Regions from separate parts of the Salmo salar genome. Here region 1 is linked to region 2. The links are chromatin contacts, called in public Hi-C maps. All regions are on one chromosome and are shown on one strand. Each heading gives the region's core, a stretch centred on a gene start, on an enhancer-like site or on the middle of the called end of the contact. The rest is flanking DNA. Distances are from core to core; before and after follow the strand shown.

Region 1 (5,190 bases), core at 2,582-5,081, 64 kb after region 2:
CATGACAGTATCAAATCAGATTGTTTTCTCTAGGGCACTCGGAAACAACGGTACAGCGAAGCCTTATCGTTAGGCTACAACAATTATTATCTGGGAGATCTTTTCCTAGTTGCACAGTGCTCCCAAAATAACATCTGACCGCTCAAAAAATTGTTTTTCGCATATGCGACCAAATTAGTTTTACTTTAGAGCTCTGAATACTTTTGATGTTAATTAAGTCCCCTCAATAATGTTTGTTGACCTGATTGTGTGGGCAACCCCTGCATAACTTCTGTTGGCTAACTTGGCTTAGTGAAGCCACATCTGCGGGCTGTTTTCCTCATGTACTGTAAGACATTTCTAAGTAGATTCAGTGGCATGTGACAGAAATACTGACCCTTGGATATTTCCTTCTGTACTAGTTCCATATGGGGCCCTGTGTAAGGTCAAAGGTTAGCCACAGTTTACATGCTCAGGCTTCATATGGGAAGGGACTAGATTAACATCTTTATGTATGAAGCTTTTGTTTAAACTCTCCTGTACCTTTTTCCTGGGAATCCATAATGTGTAACACTGCTGTTGTTTTGCCATGAGTAAATACAGCCAGAACATATCCTGGCCTGAGCATCTGATCTGAATAGAATCCTGCTACTGTGTTTAGATAACACAGTAGCTCCAGTATTCTGTATTGATTGAATTCATGCCCTGGCTGCATCTCTTCAGAGAGGAAAAACCATACAGATGAACATTTGATTTCATGCAACAGCCTAGTTAAATAAATAAAAATAGAAACAACAAACAGATCTGGGACCAGAATGCTGTGTATTACGACATACCTGCAGATCACACACACTAACTCTGTTTTTTGGGGGGGGGTTTTGGCCACCGCAGTGGGTTCCACTGGCTCTCAGGTGGTCCGTCACAGTCTCAGCTACATCCAGGAGATTGGGAACGGCTGGTTTGGCAAGGTAAGAATTTTCTTCCTGACCAAGGCCGCAAAATTCTGTTACCTTTCCCAAAATTCCAACCCTACTCCAGACGCTTTAGTCATTTGTCTCCAGTAGCCTGTACAGTGTGTTTGAGAGGGAGCGAGTATTTCACCCGGGGTTGAATTTTGGTGTACGTAATAACAAAAGCAGACAACTGCTCACTTAGTCACAGTTGAAGCTCATCCTTAATGATATAACATGGTAAATATGAGCAGAGTAGCCCCTCAGCCTCTGGTCCTTCACCACCTGGCAGTGTTCTATGTTGTGATTCCTCTGCTGTCTCTCCATGGCTCCCCTGGCCTTGACCCATCCCGTAGCTACCCCCCCCAATCCCGTAGCTACCCCCCCAATCCCGTAGCTACCCCCCCCAATCCCGTAGCTACCCCCCCCAATCCCGTAGCTACCCCCCAATCCCGTAGCTACCCCCCAATCCCGTAGCTACCCCCCAATCCCGTAGCTACCCCCCAATCCCGTAGCTACCCCCCCAATCCCGTAGCTACCCCCCAATCCCGTAGCTACCCCCCAATCCCGTAGCTACCCCCCATCCCGTAGCTACCCCCCCAATCCCGTAGCTACCCCCCCAATCCCGTAGCTACCCCCCCAATCCCGTAGCTACCCCCCAATCCCGTAGCTACCCCCCCAATCCCGTAGCTACCCCCCAATCCCGTAGCTCCCCCCAATCCCGTAGCTCCCCCCAATCCCGTAGCTCCCCCCCAATCCCGTAGCTCCCCCCCAATCCCGTAGCTCCCCCCAATCCCGTAGCTCCCCCCCAATCCCGTAGCTCCCCCCAATCCCGTAGCTACCCCCCCAATCCCGTAGCTACCCCCCAATCCCGTAGCTACACCCCCCTCCTCTAGCTACATCCCCCCCTCATCCTCTAGCTACACCCCCCATCCTCTAGCTACACCCCCCATCCTCTAGCTACATCCCCCCCCTCATCCTCTAGCTACATCCCCCCTCATCCTCTAGCTACACCCCCCATCCTCTAGCTACATCCCCCCCTCATCCTCTAGCTACATCCCCCCCTCATCCTCTAGCTACATCCCCCCCCTCATCCTCTAGCTACATCCCCCCTCATCCTCTAGCTACATCCCCCCCCTCATCCTCTAGCTACACCCCCCCTCATCCTCTAGCTACATCCCCATCCTCTAGCTACATCCCCATCCTCTAGCTACATCCCCACCATCCTGCCCTTGTTTTCAGAAAGAGCTGGCTTCCTGCCTTTCTACAAACTACCAGTGTTTTGGCTCGACCCATAACAGACATCACCCATGCTTTCTGTGCGTTTCCTTCCCCGCACTCTAACCTGTGTGTGTGTGTGTGTCCAGGTCCTCCTCAGTGAGATCTACACAGACCCGGGTGGGGCCAAGGTGGTGGTCAAGGAGCTGAAGGCTAACGCAAGTGCCATGGAGCAGAATGACTTCCTGCAGCACGGAGACCCTTACAGGTGAGCTACTGGCATGTCTGCTGGGAGAGGCTGAAAAGGGGCATTTTGGCCATTTATTATATTGTCATGGCAATATCAGGGTCATTTTCAGGTTTTCAGGACAATTTTTCCAAAGACCCAGTTCCAACAATAGGCTAAATGGAACACACCAGATTAATTTAGAAAATGCGTTATGGCAAGAATCTAAATAACAGATCTTTCAGTACTTGAATAAAGTAACTAAGGTATTATAATGACAGCTACACCTCACTTCTCCTAGTGGAGCAGCACCCTCTGCCTTCTAACTTGGACACTGCAGAGTGTTCTTATTTCACTAGTCTTTAGTAACAGAATGGGACTGGAAGAGGGCTGTAGTCCTCCAGTATTCACATCAGTGATCTAGACTACAGTAGATTGTCTTAACCGGTGTTTCTCTTCATAGAGTTCTGGTGCACCCTAACATTCTACAGTGTCTGGGCCAGTGTGTGGAGGCTATCCCCTTCCTGCTGGTCTTTGAGTACTGCGAGCTGGTGAGTGTCCTCATTTACTGTGCAACCCAGAGTTTACTATCATTTATGATCGTATGAGTCAATATACAGTACCTATTATAGTTTATCAGTGAACCCTTTTAAAAGTCAAAACATCAGAACATGTTTTGGATGGATCCCACAGCTGCCACCAAATGATATGTCAACATGCCGGGCATTTTTCCGAACTCATGATCAGAGTGGAAGGGAGTAATTAGACCATCCTGTCGGTCTGACTGTGGTAAGCTCTGCTTGTGGGCAGCTTAGACTCCAGTTCCAACGCCATCCAATAAGTAGACATCATTTAGTCTCCCAATCACCTGGCCTTACAAGCCCCCCCTCGTTTAGCCGTGCATCTTAAATTAGCTTGCCTATCCGTCTTGGGTTATTGGGGAGCCGCACTCCGTCAATGCTGTCCATCATGGCCTGATTTATCTAGTGTTTTTCTTGATCTATTCTGGGCCCTTCTTGCCCCTGTGCCTGCCCAGGACCAGAGAGCTGCATAGCAGCAGGTTTCATCAGGGACCCGTCTCAGCTCACATTCCCTCCCTCAACCAGCAAACAGGCTCCATTTACCCCACATCCTGCTGTGTTTGTGTGTTTTCTCTCCACACGGCAATATGTTGGTCCTAATAGTGCTTTTTGTGAACTCGTGCTGTGTGCGCGCGTCAAAGTTCAGTCTTGGTAGAATATAACATTACCCTGTTGATTAGTTCCTGCCTGTCTTTAAGGATTAGCTGGGAGTTTGAGGTATTTATTTCTGTGTTTCGGGGTGACAGGCTGGCTGTAAGTCAGGCATGTGGATGGTATGTTCTGATTCAGTTCGGCCAGAGCTCATTTTTCAGTGCATCTGAAATGCTGTTACCCGCAATGGCATCAGCCCTCGGTTTAGTGTGTGTTACGCGTGTGTAAGTGAGGCGTGGGAGGGTGCCTGTGTGTGTGTTTGATATAGTGTGTGTGTGTGTGTGTGTGTGTTTGATATAGTGTGTGTGTGTGTGTGTTTGATATAGTGTGTGTGTGTGTGTTTGATATAGTGTGTGTGTGTGTGTGTGTGTGTTTGATATAGTGTGTGTGTGTGTGTGTGTGTGTGTGTGTGTGTGTGTGTGTGTGTTTGATATAGTGTGTGTGTGTTTGTCTTGAATGTGTTTACTGTTGGGCTTCGTGTTTGTTTGCATAGATGGTTTTACTGTGTGTGTGTCAGCCTTTGTGTGTGTGTGTGTGTGTGCACACGTGGGAGCCCTCAAGTGACACTAACTCAGATCTAGCCTCTATAAATTAGACCCTAACCCAGATCTAGCCTCTATAAATTAGACCCTAACCCAGATCTAGCCTCTATAAATTAGACCCTAACCCAGATCTAGCCTCTATAAATTAGACCCTAACCCAGATCTAGCCTCTATAAATTAGACCCTAACCCAGATCTAGCCTCTATAAATTAGACTCTAACCCAGATCTAGCCTCTATAAATTAGACCCTAACCCAGATCTAGCCTCTATAAATTAGACCCTAACCCAGATCTAGCCTCTATAAATTAGACCCTAACCCAGATCTAGCCTCTATAAATTAGACCCTAACCCAGATCTAGCCTCTATAAATTAGACTCTAACCCAGATCTAGCCTCTATAAATTAGACCCTAACCCAGATCTAGCCTCTATAAATTAGACCCTAACCCAGATCTAGCCTCTATAAATTAGACCCTAACCCAGATCTAGCCTCTATAAATTAGACTCTAACCCAGATCTAGCCTCTATAAATTAGAACCTAACCCAGATCTAGCCTCTATAAATTAGACCCTAACCCAGATCTAGCCTCTATAAATTAGACTCTAACCCAGATCTAGCCTCTATAAATTAGACCCTAACCCAGATCTAGCCTCTAAAGGGAGGAGGGATTCCCCCCATATCTCTGACAGAGCGCTCTCTCTCTGCCTGGTACTGTGCCTTGTGACTGACTGGCCGCTACTATAGCAGAGGCCTCTAACTGGTTGTAGGAAGGGGCTTTCTTAATCGACATCCAGAGGACGGAGATGGGGTTGGGCTAATGACTTAATGTTATTGTGGTCGTTAAACAACTTCAGGCTGGAGAGGAGGGTGTGAGTGGACGTTGTAACTGAGCGGGTCATCTTGGCCGGAGGTGTTAACTTGATGAGGTAGGTCAGCTCTGATGTCTCTGCAACAGTTGTTGCATCTGGTCTATGGAGGAGCTTTGAGGACTTCTTATTTTGTCACTCACCATCCGGAAGGTATGGGTGGGGTGTTTGGCACCTTT
Region 2 (5,666 bases), core at 858-3,357:
ACACTCAGACATCAATTTCACAAAAGATGAATTTGTGTTTAGTGAGTCTGCCAGATCAGAGGCAGTAGGGATGACCATGTGTTCTCTTGATAAGTGCATCATGTAACGAGTACTTTTGGGTGTTAAGGAAAATATATGGAGTAAAAAGTACATTATTGTCTTTAGGAATGTAGTGAAGTAAAAGTGAAAGTAGTCTAAAATATAAATAGTAAAGTACAGATAACCCCAAAAAACTACTTAAGTAGTACTTTAAAGTAGTTTTACTTTTAAGTACTTTACACCACTGTATGCAAGTGACATTGGTTAACGCATTGATTAACCATGTATGCTACGTTTCGTACCATCAATTCCAATCATGCCATCACCATCGGCATCACCAGCCTTGAGGAAAGCCTTTGTCTCTGCATCGGTAAGTTCCCTGGCCTTGGGGCAAAAGTTCTGAAGGAACAGCCTGGAGAAAGAGACACACATATTAGTTTAGTTTCATTTGAATGTATGCAGGCCAATGCACCGATGCACACTGACTTTTAGAATGCATGCGCACCGATACAATTGAATAAAGTGGACAGTCTCCTGCATTGATTTCATAAATTGTCTGTTAATTGTACTGTAATGGTGCATGGCTCTTACTTCAGCTCCTCCACCTCAATAAAGCCACTTGCATCCTGGTCAATGACCTTGAAAGCCTTCTTGACGTCGTCGGCGGACTTCGAGGCAAAGCCAATCGTGTGGAAGAAGGTCTTGAAGTTGAAGGTGTCGGCGGCTGTAACGCAAATATGAAGGATATATGTCTACTGTGTAACCTGCAAGTAACACACAATGCAACTACAGCCTAGAGAGGTAATCGTGTGTTCATATTGCTAATTTCACATTTATCATACAACATAATTGGGTTGAAATGGCTTTTTAGGTGGAGGGGGAAGTAAACAAACTAGGGCATACCTTTGCACGCTTCCAATGCGGTTTTGATGTCAGCCTCCTTGCACAGATGGGCACAGGCCATTTTGAGCTGAATGTTGAAAAAAGGGAGAAATTGTTACTTTAATACAACTTTGATTTAGCATGTCAACGTTCGGTATTGAGCATTGCATTTAATCTACAACATGTTTTGAGAGGTTATTACCAGGTAACTATTATTATATTGTGCAATACCAGTGCACAAAAATAATGATAAAAAATATGAACAAATCACCAAACACTCAGACTTTCTACCAAACAAAATTTCAGCACAACTCAACCCATCTTATTTCATTTAAAATAGATAATCCACTTCATCACGCAGGATGTCAAACAAATATTTCAAACCGACCCGCCACTGTTTACCAGCATTTGGCTGGTGGTCTTTAAGTAATAGCAGAGCCCCTTTCACCATCCGTGTGATTATAACGCAATGAGATCAAATCAAATGTGTCAAGCTGCCCTCAAATGTGTCAGTCTCAACCACTGGGTGTAATTTGGGAATTCATATCAAATCCAATTGAAACATTTTTAGTGGTTCCCAAAAGGAAAGCCCTGATAGTTAAGGCAGCCCACTGCACATGTGGGTATTTGATAAAGATGTTGATGTTGCATTCCAAACGTTCCATCTGAGAAACTGATTTGCAATTGTCCAAATCCGTCCCGCTCCGGGGTGCGTCCAAATAAAGCCCAAAAATACAGAAACAAAATCTCAGCCTTTGGGTGTTTTGGATGACACAACGGCTTGCAGTCCCACGTAAATTGTAAAGTGCGCATATGATAAAATGTACAGAAAAAGCCTGGATGCTGCTGCAATTTTCTGGATCCTGGGTTCCTGTACTTCCTTCGCACCGCTCTGAAACTCACCTCTGACGTCTTTGATGAACGGTTGATAGAGAAGACTTCAGGCGACTGCAGCGAGTGATGTTCCCATCGATACTTCTGACCTTATATACTTTCACTCAACCGAAATTGGAGGCATAATGTAACCGACACCGGAGGGGGTGGGGGGATTGTCCACTGGCAAGAGATCCGATCTATTTTAAGTTTCATAAATGAAGATGCTTAAAAGGTGCGTTTGAAAAAAGTCCATAATATCCCCCATTGCTAAGAATATGTTCTGCTGAGTGATAGGGATGGAATCGACGGTTGCTAAAAAGATTCCGACCGTTTATATTGAGAGGTTCGTGTAGCCTATGGATATGCTACCAACGCGGTCATTGGTGAGGTTTCTAAGGAGGGTTGTAGTCTTCATGTAATATGCTGGACTTGAGAGGTCTGTTTAAAACGATTTTGTGATACTCTGAATGTCTTTGAAAGAGTTTCCAGTCATTCATTGCATTAAGGTGAAGTATTGGATGTGCGTAAACCGTGTTGTTTTAGAGAAAATATTATGCTTTTATGATTTAATATTTTCATATTATAAGATATGAGGCTACACTAAACTTTTAATATTTTACATGAGAGCAATTTACTTGCAATATTATTAAGATTGCCTAAGATTTTATCATGCAATGTCTCGTGAAAGCAAATTTACCCATGATCCCAATAATCTTGCACATTCATTGGTGTATCCCGGACTAAATCTGCATAGCCAAAAAGTACCTGCCGCTTCTGTAAACCTACAAAGGTAATGCGATCATGTGGCGTAGCCTACAGTACATTGTACTATACTTCATGTCTAGCCTATACTGCACGCTCAAGTCCTTTGCATTTGTATCTTTTTGTTACCCTTTATATCGCTCAGAGTACTTGGAAAATAAAGGAAAATATGACCCAAAACAAACGTCGAGATACTGTTTATTACTTTCACATGGATTGGCTATTGGATAGAAAACAATGCACCATTCCACCATAATGTTTAACTGTTCATTACGCAATTTTACAGCAAATGTATGTTACAGTTTATAGCGAACATTATATTTTTTCTGCAGGTGGCATCACTGTCCTATCTCTGACTGGAGGTGGGGGCGGGGATAAACCTTCACGACACCTATTTTTCTGTCTGGAAAATGAATTGATTGCGGCACGCTTATGTCGCAAAAGTGTTGAGTGTTGAATTACGGATACATTTCTTAGTTGGGTAGTTACTATGTTGCACCAATGGGGTCAGTGATACACTGATTGGCTCAACACAGTCTGTGTACATGTTTTGACTGTTAAATGAGAGGATATGGAATTCATTATCTCAGATAAGCTATAATAGGACAATTGTAAGTTAGCTACTGTAAATTATTTACTGTAAGTAACTTTTAAGTATATGTAAAATAAACAACATACAAATAAATTGCAAGATGTGCCACAAATTTTCACAAATTATGCAGATAAACACAGTCTGACATGACTGAAAATACCACCATCTCCTTAAGTATTTATAAGGGAACCCCACACACTGGTTACACTGTATTTAACATGTATTTAAAATGTCCCCCTGATTCAACATAATGACACAAGGCTATTCTTGGCCATTCTGTTGCAGTGTCAGTTTTCTCCAGCACTTTGTCCTGTTCACCAAAGTGGAAGTGCCATCCAGAGAGGGAGAATCCATGAGGGGGCAGCAGGCTGGCAGACCTGCAAGGCTCTATTAGAGTAATGTGAAATATATCCTCTGCAAATCCCTTAGGAAGTATACCAGTGATGCCCAAGGACTTCCCCCACACTAGAAGCATGCCAGGACCTGGTCCAAATCCTACAGGACTCCCCTCTCCGATCTGGGCATTATTAAAACAGGTGCACGTGTCTCTCTCTCTCTCTCTCTTTCGCTCTCTCTTTCTCCCCTCATAACCCCTCACACTAGCAATGACCTCATAGATAAACACACAGGATACATTTGAAATCTCCTCAAATGTTCCCCTATAGCCTGAGTCCCAGATCTGTTTGTGCTGTCTTAGTGTGATAGTGACATAGGAGTTCACAAGACAGCACATACAGTATAGATCTCGAACTCAGCCTTATTTCTCCCCACATTGGTTTCCAAAGCATCGAGAGTCTAAGCTGAAAAGACAATGTTTACACCAAAATAGTATTTATTACTGGGTTTTCACTATTTTTTCGAAAGTGTAGATATGATTGTACAATTTGCACAAGCCATTTTCAGATCATTATAACACATCCAAATAACATTAACAATACACTACAAGGACATTGTGCTCCATGTTGAGAAATATAGTCCGCAGGCAGTTGATAAATAAAAATATGAATTTAGCTGAAAGTTAATGATTCTTGCTAGGAGTTCTGGTTCTGTGAAAAGCGGTTGATCTTGGTCAATGGACAATTATGCCTTTACAAGGGCAAGAAACGCTGTGAAAAGTGGATAGAGTAAAATTATCATTAGTATTGTGCAAAATATGCTCAACCAAGAATATTGACCTTATTGTTCATGTTTGAATAATACGATGCAGTCAACAAATCAGAAAATCAGTGTCCACCTGCTGTAGTAGCACTGAAAAAAAGACAAAAACCTCTTGCTCTTATAAACACAAGGCAGTCAATGTAGCAAATCTCCTCTAGTGTTGTTTTTCCTTGTTAATGTCATGTGGTCAGGAAAGACTCTGGGTCCCAGCTACATGTCCAATTTATTTGTTACCAGTACACCAACATATCATCCCTGCAGTGTCCCTCAACCATGATGAGCTGGGTTAAAGTTCTCTTACCGTCAACTCCAATCTTGCCATCACCATCCTCGTCCCCAGCTACCAGGAAACCCTTGGTCGCTTTTTCTGTGAATGCTCTGGCACCGGCAGAGAAGTTCTACAGGAACAGCCTGAGAGAGAGAGAGATGATGGAGGGAGGGAGGGATGTTGGTTTAGTGTAGCTTATAAAACTTTGGCTAGTCAGACCATTATTACTGTTCCAGCTGGCTGATTGTTACTTACTGTAATGCATTGCACAGAGAATTTTCAACCAACATTTTCTTAGTGATACTTCCTCAATCCCCGACCATGAAGACAACACGTCTTTTAAACTTCCATGTCTAGTTGCAGGTGGTTCGTTTGAATTTAGAAAATGCTCCATTATTAAACTAAATCCTTTTTTTGCTCCATAAAGTAATCCAACAATGTGTAAGACACCACCTTTTTCAAATGTTCTCTCAGGTGCCGCATGTCATGAGCGCAACTCGGAAATCAAGCGTTGCGTTGAATGACACTCACCTGTCTTGATCAATGAGAAGATTTGAAATAGACAAGATTGCGGCACACACATTGTTGAATTACTTCATGGAGAAAAAGGTGAAACGTTTTATTTTAAAAACGTATCCAAACATCTGGGACGCGTACAGAGTCATTCCCCACCCCCACTTCACCCAATCAGATCATGTCTCCCTGATTCTACTCCCTGCATACAAAAACCTACTGAAGAAGAAGCCACCAACAGAGAGAATGGTGAGACAAAGGATGGACGGAGCAGACTCAATACTCCAGGAGAGTTTTGAAAACACAAACTGGAATTACAATGTGACAGACAACGCAAGTGGCAAGGACTACAGGCTATTACAGACGACAAAGGCAAAGCCAGCTGTGTGATTCCCACTAATGCTTCTCTCCCCAATGAGCGCAACAAATACTATGCTCGCTTGGAGGCCACCAACACTGAGCCATCCAAGAGGGCGGCCCCTGCTGGTTCACAGCTGATCACTTTTTTTTTATTTTTAAGTCAGTGACAGACTGGTTTATGATGATTTTGATTTTAAAAGTCTTGGGAGCATGGTT

What was found. Hi-C and Micro-C count contacts between places; a contact is called where the count stands out from the background.
Region 1: a Hi-C map of muscle shows a contact between it and region 2, with 2.8 times the contacts expected there. The contact joins the enhancer-like site here to the promoter of LOC106601823 in region 2. A contact is called at or near these places in 2 of 3 Hi-C or Micro-C datasets (gill and muscle).

The regions. Positions count from the first base shown.
Region 1 is chrssa03:79,537,815-79,543,004 of Ssal_v3.1, forward strand. LOC106601832 (serine/threonine-protein kinase LMTK2) reads left to right here. Exons shown (of 14, transcript XM_045715546.1): 4 at 891-947; 5 at 2,297-2,415; 6 at 2,837-2,924. Among protein-coding and RNA genes, the nearest start is that of LOC106601789, 44 kb to the left of the region's middle. Within about 2 kb of position 3,832, at least 1 of the 13 cell types and tissues checked has an H3K27ac peak or open chromatin away from gene starts, as enhancers often do. A contact at or near this core is called in muscle, where this site is marked.
Region 2 is chrssa03:79,475,737-79,481,402 of Ssal_v3.1, forward strand. It overlaps LOC106601823 (parvalbumin beta 1-like), which reads right to left and starts at 2,108. Exons shown (of 5, transcript XM_014194221.2): 1 at 1,825-2,108; 2 at 943-1,009; 3 at 631-763; 4 at 342-451. The coding sequence starts at 1,003.